3 separate regions of the Mus musculus genome follow, and all the other regions are linked to region 2. The links are chromatin contacts, called in public HiChIP or PLAC-seq maps. All regions are on one chromosome and are shown on one strand. Each heading gives the region's core, a stretch centred on a gene start, on an enhancer-like site or on the middle of the called end of the contact. The rest is flanking DNA. Distances are from core to core; before and after follow the strand shown. Region 1 holds the start of Nalcn (sodium leak channel, non-selective). Region 2 holds the start of A330035P11Rik (RIKEN cDNA A330035P11 gene). Region 3 overlaps Gm33906 (a long non-coding RNA gene).

Region 1 (3,018 bases), core at 385-2,884, 1.5 Mb before region 2:
TGACAATTACTGACAGAGCAGGTTCTGAAGTGCCTGTCTGATGTAGAGTATTGCTGAGATAGTGAAAAACCACTACTGAAAAAATGCTGTTCAATTTTTTATCAAAATCTTGGTGTTACCATGTTTCATGATCATGTTTTTCTAGAATTCTAATTTATAATTATAACCCCAAGAGTGATATACCATTATGTATTTTAACACTAGCAATAAAGTACTATTTAGGTTTTTTGTTTTAAAAGGAAGTAGCAACAGAGATGATGAAATGAACCAGTAATAAAACTTAAAATAAATTAGTTGTGGATTTACCAGTTGTACTGGCTGGTTTTGTGTGTCAACTTGACAAATGCTAGAGTTATCACAGAGGAAGGAGCTTCAGTTGGGGAAGTGCCTCCATGAGATCCAGCTGTGGGGTATTTTCCCAATTAGTGATCAAGGAGGAAAGGCACCTTGTGGGTGGGACCATCTCTGGACTGGTAGTTTTGGTTCTATAAGAGAGCAGGCTGAGCAAGCCAGGCGAAGCAAGCCAGTAAAGAACATCTCTCCATGGCCTCTGCATCAGCTCCTGCTTCCTGACTTGCTTAAGTTCTAGTCCTACTTCCTTAGTGATGAACAGCAGTATGGAAGTGTAAACTGAATAAACCCTTTCCTCCTCAATTTGCTTCTTGGTCATGATGTTTGTGCAGGAATAGAAACCCTGACTAAGACACCAGTATTGAAATTATTTTTAATTTTATTATGAAAATGTTTAATCCTTTGTCTGAATTACAGCTTTTTATACAGTTGGTAATTCTGAAGTTTTTAGCAATTTGATGAAAAAACAATCTCACATTTCTATATATTGTGAAACACTGATTATTAACATGCCCCTTTAAGGAAACATCAACAAAAACCTACCAAACAACAAGAGAAACAAAAAAAAAAAAAAAAACAAACAAAAAAAAAAACTCCACAAAGAACCTAATAGGGTTGTAAAGATTAGTTTTTTTGTAAAGGGGGGAAATTAAATATATAAGGCTAGAAAATGCTTGTTTAAAATGTGTGTGTGTGTATGTGTGTGTGTGTGTGTGTGTGTGTGTGTGAAATTTTATGTTGGTTGCTAGAGAGACAACATTTTGTGACAGGCAGTTGTTTTTCACTTAAGTTTCCTTTTAGAGGAAGCTTCATCTGATCCTTTGTGCTTCAAAGACAACTGCAAAAGGCATACTTTTGTGTATATGTGATAGTGAAATCACAGGCTGGGAACTCCTGAATGATTGCTAAAGCTGACTGTAGGCAAATAAACCTTTAGGAATGAGAGTGCAGTGGACGGTGTCTCCTGGGCCTGAACAAGGTAGTTGAGATGCAAAATGTCCCTACACTTATTCTACTGGATTCCCTACAAGACCTCAGCTTCAGCCTACCCTGGTGCTGCAAATAGAGTATAGAGTTAACCATGTACGAACACCCTTTAGCCTCTATCTACATGGTGACATATTTAAAAGACTGAAACATTACTGATGTATTTATTACTTTGCAATTTCATACTTAGGAGCGCATAAAGTAGCACTACAGTAGCACACAGGCCTAGAGAAGCAGGAGCCCCTAGAACAGCCTGAGAAGACTGCCCAGCTGTTGCTGAGACTGGCTGCTGGAGGAGAGAGGGAAGCCACCTGCAAGTACGGACCCTGGCACTGGCCACCAGCTGCGGCGGCGCTGCCTTGAGCATCCTCCGTAGCTCGCGCAGCAAAGCCAACAGCAAAAGGCAAGCGAATAAACGCAAGGCCAGGACTCCTGCAGCTCTCTCCGTGCCCCTCGCTCGTGCGGCAGATGCTAGTGCAGAACCAGCACGGAGCTGACTGAGCCGCCATAGGTGAGGGGCCGCGTCCCCACCCGCTCAGGCCGGCGCGCCCCGCACGGATCCCGCTTGCCGCCGCCGCCGCTGCAGCCTCAGCACCATGACTACTCCGCGCGCTGCGGTTACAGGTTGGTTATGGCCGCTGGCCCTGGAGGCTGCGGCAAGGCGGGCACAGCGTCTTACACCGGAGGCCGGGAGGCGTCCTGCTATCCCTTCGCTGGGGCCTGGCCTGGGCAGGGTTCTGGGAATCCAGGAGGCGGCAGACAGCTCAGTCTGGGCGCGCAGGGAAGGGACTCTGGGAGCCACTGTGCGCCACTGTGCGCCCTCTGGCCCCCCGTGCAAGTTGCTCCCAAGTGGGCCTTGGGAAGCCTTGGGCCGCTGGATGGGGCCTGCCCAGCCTTGGCATCCAGCAGGTGCTGGAGGTGGGGGAAGCAGGTGGCTGGGGGTGGGGCTGACATGCATCCAGACCCTCACTATGCTGGCCCTGATTGCTAAAGGCCTTAATTGCCTCTGGCCTTCACCTGGGTCAACCCAATACTGGGAGGAGGGTTTGGGGAGTACCTCTGCTCCATCAGCTTTTGGGAAGGCCTTCTGGGCCTTGCCCAATCCCATAATCCTGCGGACTGCTGTTTGCTAATTTGCTCTCATTTTATTAATTGTTCTGTTTGAGCAGCTGTCATTAGAGTGACCCTTATCAGCAAGCAAAGTTTGGACTTGCCAAAGCAACTGCATTTTGTCTTTGAACCTTTAAGAGCCCAGTTTGGAAGGCCTGGCTAGAGTCTGGAAATGGGTCCAGAACTGTGACCTAGGGGTTAGTTATTTCTCTGACTTTAATGTTTCTTTAGACAACATAATGTCCCCGAACCTGGACACTATGTCCTTTACTAGAAAAAAAAAATCAGCTTTGGGCCCAAATTTCCAAGGACTGTATTGTGAAGGATGTGTGAACACACACACACACACACACACACACACACACACATGACCTTTGGAAGATTTCCTCAATTTCCCTGTGGGAAATGGGAAGTGAGGCCCCTTGTGGCTTTTTTTCCTGTAATCTCTCATGTGGGATCAAAAATTAACAGGTAGCTGTTTTTGCTTTTGTTTTTAAATTTTTGATTCCTTGTTCCATAGCTTCTGCTGTGTCTTTGTTACCTGGGAGAGGAGCAGGGACTGTGGCAGTT
Region 2 (3,153 bases), core at 437-2,936:
CACATTCACTGTTCATTTACAGACCAAGTACTTGTTTATAAAGGTTGGCTTCTGAAATATTTAACAGAAAAATTCAGTGTGCCTGTAAGACTGGATCTCACTTTAGGTCAGAACTCTCTAGAAGGAGGCAGAAGTTCCTGCTTTTCCGGGTACCACAGTTAATGGACTGTGTGCCTGGGTGAATCTTACCGATTGGTAGGCATTATTGAACCCTCTACGACTTACGTGTCATAGATACACGTTTGTTTCTTTCTAAAACTGTAGTGACCATGTTAACGCCACACAGGATAGCCCACAAACCTAAAGAGAAGCTGCAAAATGCCATGAAAACTTTAATAGCCTCCCTAATACTCTAAAACAACCTCAAAATTCACAACTGTGGTATAGCTAAGAGTCATAAAATAAACACCAGCTTAAAATTTTAGTAAATAAAAAGTGTAAACGTTTTCTTAACCATTATTTGAAGTATTAAAATTAACGGTTTCTGAGAGGCCCTGGATCCTCCAAATGGTTAAGTTTTAGTAACTTTACGAAATAATGGTGTATTGTGATGCTCTACACCTGATACCTAAAAGCTGCTTTCAGCTGGTAAACTGAAAAACGTGTGGGCGGATGGCCTACGAAACCAACATTTTCAAGGCAGGTTCTTTCTCCCGCTCTCTGCTGCTTTTTAAGTGTTTAAAGCCATCGCGGAGAAACCCATTTGGGGGTCTCTTAAAAATTTTATAGCTTAAAAAAAAATTTAAAGGCCAGGGACTAAACTTAACTACAACTAGTCTTTATTAACGCGGTTTTCAAGGAGGGTTAGAATGCGTCACAATCCACAGGTTAAATGATCAACTAGTATTCTTGAAGTTCGGTATCAAAGTCCTAGAGAGAATAAGCCGTCATGACCAGGAGTTCTAGGAAAGTGCAATAAAACAGTGAGCTACGAAATTAAGTTACTGGAAGTTGTCGCTCGGCTGGGAGCGCCCCGTGTGGGCATCGGGTCACCGCGTACCTGCGTGCAGGCCAGTCCAAGGGCGCTCCGCAAGCCGCCGGGGTCCGGGCAAAGCGCCCCGAGCTGCAGCGACGAGCCCGCGGGGACCACCCGGGGTCCGCAGGCCCCCGTCCCGTCGCGGCTCGAAATGCGACCCCACCCACAGCTACGCCCCTTCCCGCTCCTTGACCCCGCTCCTAGACCCCGCTCCCACCGCGGCGCGCAGCCCGACAGGCCTCCCCCACCTTGCACTCGTTGCTCTTCTCTTCGGCGCAGAAGTTGACCGGCGCCAGGCCGGGCAGGTAGAAGGCGCTTCCCGGGCGCGGGCCTGGGACCGTCCCTAGCAGGAGCAGCGACAGCAGCAGCAACCTGGAGCCTTGCGCTGGCGGCGACGCTGGCGGCCTGGAGCTCATGCCGGCGGCTGTGAGAGGCGAGCGGCCGAGCCGAGGGGGACGGCGAGGAAGGAGGGGTCCGGGGCGCTCGGAGATCACCTCAAGGCCCGAGCGCAGAGAAGGCCGGCCCGCAACGGCTAGTTCCGGTTACGCTAGGAGACACCGCGGGCCCCGCGACAGAAACCGAAGCGGGCCTCCACGGAGCATGCGCGGGGCCGCACGCACATGCTCAGTGCCGGCGCCGCAAGCGCAGCGGGCTCTTTCCGGGCGGGGCGGCCAAGAGATCCGCGTTCCGGGATCTGGGTGACTTCCGCCTGCGCGCTTCCGGCACCCACAGTCGGGTTCCAGGTTCCACCGTGGCGCTCCAGAGCGCCGCGCTTCTCGGGCGCACCTCTTCTCTGCCCTCTGTCACCTCATACCCGTCAGTCCGCTCAGGACTGATGAACCAAGTACTTTCTGATGGAGACCGAGTTGGTCGATGAGGCAGAGCTCAGGGGTTACCTAGTTGGGGCCAGGGTAAGGGAACAAATGGAAAGAGCGGTTCGTAAATCTTTAAACAGCTCTTAGAGGTTATTTGCAAGAATAATTCCTAAGCATCGGAAATGCTGGGACATTCTTGTGTGGGAGAAGTGTGCACACAACAAACATATCTTTCAGAAAGTCGAAATGAGATAGATGAGAGAGGGTAGTAAATATAAAGTAGCAATGGCAGGTTGCAATGAAGATACCGGGGCTTAGTTAAGCAAAGCAGTCGTGTTAAGGAAGACTATTACGGCATTATTACTCTTCGACAAGGTGCATAGCTTTTCCCATTGATAATGGGAAATGGTTATGTCTCTGTGTTAGTGCGCAAGCATTATGCTCAAGGAGGAGAAAAGTTTAGCATAAAAAGCCCATGGAGTTTTAGACTTCAACCGAATTCTTCCCCAAGTGCATCATCTTAGAATATAAAACACAGTCCTGGATGACTGTAACCCCCAAATTCAAGAAAAGGCAAATTCAGAAAATAGGTAAATTCAAAAAAGTTTGTAGTCTCATGCTATTAAATTTTTTCTGTGTGCTCATATATTGCTCCCTTCCCCAAAGTTTACAACTAACCAGATTTTCAATGGCTCTAGCACCTACAGAAAGAACTACTGACATACCTAAAAAGAGCTTTAACATCAAAGGTAATTTGTACTGGCTGAGCGTCCTGGCTTTGGAACATTGTGATCTAGCGATGTGCCTCTGGGCATGGGTTCATCACTGGAGAAATGAAAGTTAGAAGAGAAGACAAGGGTGCTCACCCTCTCAAAGAGTGGTAAAGATTAAGTTAAAAAATACTATATCACAAAAAAATAGGTGATATAGTAGTTGTCCCAGGCGGTCCTGACCACTTTTATAACAAAAGGAGGCGTGTCCATCAGCGCACACCATCTCAAATACATGCACATACTGAACTTTGGGCTAAGTCAAGACAACGCCCTTTGTCGAAAAAGGAAGCAGCTGTCTCCAAATATAAAGAGGTAGGATTAACACCCCCCACACACCTTACCTATTTTTCTGATAATACCAAACTAGACCTTCACTGCCGTAGCTCCCGCTCCAACCTTGCCATTACTACTTTTTTCTACCTGTGACAATCTCACTGTCCATAGCTGGCATGCTGCTCGCTGTGCCACTGAGTTCTTTTGGTGGTCTCTAGGCTCCTACCTACCACGCTAGGCCACTCTGTAGGTCTCCCCAGCTTCTACTTGTGCTAAGAGGGATAATGTAGAATGTAGGTGTCCCCCATTTCCACCG
Region 3 (3,086 bases), core at 81-2,580, 1.1 Mb before region 2:
TAGCAAGAACAATTATCCAGAATCAGAACTATAGAAGCTAAAAAGCAAGGATAGTACCTCTAGAGATTTTCCCAGGATGATGGACTTTGATGGATTAGATCTTTGTTTATGTTTTGGCAGGTGTTGCTGTCCATATGCTGGTCTCTAAGGCCTAAGTAGTACTTCCATCATGGCAGCAGTTGTGCTAGGGTAGGAGGCCTAGTAAGATGTGGGGGGGCTGTTACTGCTGCATCCAAATCAGTGTGCTGACTCTGCTGCATTCCAGAAGGAAATGTTGGTGAGAAATAGGGGCCTAGTAATAAACCACATTACATTGTGAAAACTTTCTGAATTCTCTTTGTACCCTGAAGCACAAAAATGGATGGCAGTCTACCCTAGAGGTTGGATGACCACTTTCAAAACTTCATGGTGCCCTTGGCTAATGGAAGTAGGGTGACAGCTCATGCTAATTTTAGGTACCAATAAGTTGCTTTGATTTCTTTTAATATCGGATAACTATTTAAACAAAGAAGCTTTAATTTGAAAAACAAAACATACTTATGTAAGGTTAATTTATTTGTATTTATACAAAAACAGTAGTTAAATAAACTTTTCATATTTTCATGTAAGAATTGGGTTGTGAAACCCAAATTTTCTATAGCCTACAAAAATCGCAATGTAGCCCTAGTGACAAATCCATGGGTAAACAAACCTACAAGGGCCCCACCCTTAGAAATTTGCCATATTCAGTTTAGCTCTGACCACAGGAAATAGCAGGGTCATGATTGTGTGCCTACAGATAAGGAAGAACAAATCTCAGAACCTGTGAAATTACTCTCAGGATAAATGAGGAGTCTGCATGACTACAGAAGGCATGCCCTTTTCATAGGAAGACAGCTTTTGCTATGAACCAACACATCACTGGTGTGCCTGGAGAATAAATGAGCCTTGCCTTATTTGTATCTCTGCTAGTTTGTGCTCATTGTTTCCACATACCAAGGTTCCATGCCTGTAGTCATAAGGTTTTTTCCAACCTACTTTAGTAAGCATTCAACCTCTCCTCTAGCTCACCACACACCAGAGGTAGTAGAAAAGTTACTAGGACACAGGTGAAGTAGGCCTGTTTAGAAATAGTTCTTTCTTTCACCTCTGTTTGCTTCAGCAAAATTTTCTTTCACTTGTCTGCTTTAGCAAAACATTCCTTCACCTGTGTTCCTCGGCAAAACATCATTTGACAAAACTGACTTTCCAAAAAAAAAAAAAGAAAAACAGAAATTTCCACTTTACATGCCCACAGGAATGCGCGGAGCATTGTTAAAATGCCTGTGATGTTTAGTGACAGGAGCCACAGCAGGTACTTGCCCTGTACTTGAGATTACCAATCAGTTAATGGTCACAATAGGCATGAGATAGCTGCTCAAGCCTTGTCTTTTTTTTTTAATTAGGTATTTTCCTCGTTTACATTTCCAATGCTATCCCAAAAGTCCCCCATACCCACCCCCACAATCCCCTACCCACCCACTCCCCCTTTTTGGCCCTGGCGTTCCCCTGTCTTATCTTATGAGGGAAATGTTTCAGTGATGGTAGATAAGGCTATACACATAGTAGTGGACAGAGTTCTGATCAGACACCTAATTGTAAGACAACAGCATTCATCATTGTCATGTCTTTCCCTTCAAATAAAAGAAATAAAAGGAACTTACAATGGGCAGAAACCACTCCACCTACACCATTGTGCTTCTGCTGACCCTCACAGATTGGAGCAGTAATCCAGTTAAAGCTGGACATTCATTACTTCCTGACTGACCATCTCCCAGTAGCTTCCAGTTTCCTGCATAATAAAACTGTGTCCAGCATGACCATAACCTGCAGGGCCCTGTACACATGGCCACTACCACAGCTCAGCTGCCCATCTTCTAATGTTCAGCTCATACATTCTGTTCATGTCATTCTGGTCTCCTTGCTCTTCATGAAAGGAATGAGAATAGACATTTCTGTTCCCACAATTTACTTTCTTTTGGAGCATACAGCCATACTCTGATGGGTGGCTCACTGAGATTAAGTTTGTCTTCTGATGCCATAAATCTCAGAAAGACTTCACAGATACCTTCCTTAGGCCAGTGTCAGCTCTGGCATTCTGTGACACCTTACTCTGCTAGCCTCTGCCCCAGCTTGTCACATCTAATAACAATCTACAGATCTCTCTCTTCTCACCCTAAAGCAGAAGCCCAGTGAAGGCAGGATGTTACTGCTCCCTGGAACAGCCATTACTGAAACTAGAATATGACAGAGTGATGCACTGCTACATGAGGCTTTACATGAGTGCATGGTGCATAGTGCACAGCTATGGGAACAGGGAGAACCACAGATACATAAGGGGGTCAAATAGCTTGGAAGTCCTTCTACAAATAATAGAGCTCTTCTTCTAGTTCCTGTAACTTCCCAGAACTTAAAGGATTTATTGGAATGGGCTATAGCTACAAGAATAGGAAGAGAGAAAATTGGAGAACTTCCAAGACTCATCCCTGATGGAATCAGAGCCAGGTGAGTGTGTGGGACAAAGCAGAAGGTGCCTTTCTATAATAACAGCCCTGTGTATCAGCTATCTATTGCAGCAGTACAAATCTCTCATCTCACATCTGTCAATCAAAAGCAGAGCCTTGTTTCTCTGAGTCCTCTGCTATAGTTCTTGCATAAGGTAAGAATGAGCTGTAGCACTTCTTAGGACTCAGCAGGAAGCAGAGTTGCTTCAAACTCACTACAAGGATAGACTTAAGGCACTTTATTTAGCAGGCTATGGTTGATGGAAAGTCTGGTCTTCCCTAACTATTTTCTGGTTGTTGCTGTTAATCATTGACAGGATGGCCTCTCTGTAGAGCAGCCAATCTTCTGAGAGTAAGCTATTGTGGGAGGACTCGAACTAGTCAGAAGGCCCAGTCCTAAATTGTCCCCTAGAAGTGGCATCTACTGGATTCTGTTCATAAGCAATTCCCTAGGTCCAGCCCACACTGAAGGGAAGAAAATTAGCCAAGACATTGATACCAGGAGGTGGAGCCATTGGCAGCCTGTCACAGCTACCTACCACACTCAACAAAGTTAGTACTGAA

Evidence for each region. HiChIP or PLAC-seq counts read pairs in DNA pulled down with a chosen protein or histone mark.
Region 1: an H3K27ac HiChIP or PLAC-seq map of epiblast stem cells shows a contact between it and region 2, with 6 times the contacts expected there. The contact joins the promoter of Nalcn here to the promoter of A330035P11Rik in region 2. A contact is called at or near these places in 1 of 39 promoter capture datasets (stem cell-derived epiblast-like cells) and 1 of 115 datasets of contacts at active chromatin or transcription factors (epiblast stem cells).
Region 3: an H3K27ac HiChIP or PLAC-seq map of extraembryonic endoderm stem cells shows a contact between it and region 2, with 5 times the contacts expected there. The contact joins the enhancer-like site here to the promoter of A330035P11Rik in region 2. A contact is called at or near these places in 5 of 39 promoter capture datasets (the 3T3-L1 cell line, cranial neural crest, frontonasal cranial neural crest and 1 more) and 3 of 115 datasets of contacts at active chromatin or transcription factors (embryonic forebrain, extraembryonic endoderm stem cells and pancreatic cancer cells).

The regions. Positions count from the first base shown.
Region 1 is chr14:123,625,760-123,628,777 of GRCm38.p6, reverse strand. It overlaps Nalcn (sodium leak channel, non-selective), which reads left to right and starts at 1,634. Exons shown (of 44, transcript NM_177393.4): 1 at 1,634-1,962. Gm46490 (a long non-coding RNA gene) reads left to right here. Exons shown (of 3, transcript XR_001781479.2): 3 at 1-165.
Region 2 is chr14:122,105,507-122,108,659 of GRCm38.p6, reverse strand. It overlaps A330035P11Rik (RIKEN cDNA A330035P11 gene), which reads left to right and starts at 1,686. Exons shown (of 4, transcript NR_015586.3): 1 at 1,686-2,876. It overlaps Tm9sf2 (transmembrane 9 superfamily member 2), which reads right to left and starts at 1,578. Exons shown (of 17, transcript NM_080556.3): 1 at 1,225-1,578. The coding sequence starts at 1,392.
Region 3 is chr14:123,240,700-123,243,785 of GRCm38.p6, reverse strand. The region is part of intron 1 of Gm33906 (a long non-coding RNA gene); the gene reads right to left. Among named protein-coding and RNA genes, the nearest start is that of AA536875, 74 kb to the right of the region's middle. Within about 2 kb of position 1,330, at least 15 of the 459 cell types and tissues checked have an H3K27ac peak or open chromatin away from gene starts, as enhancers often do. A contact at or near this core is called in extraembryonic endoderm stem cells and pancreatic cancer cells, where this site is marked.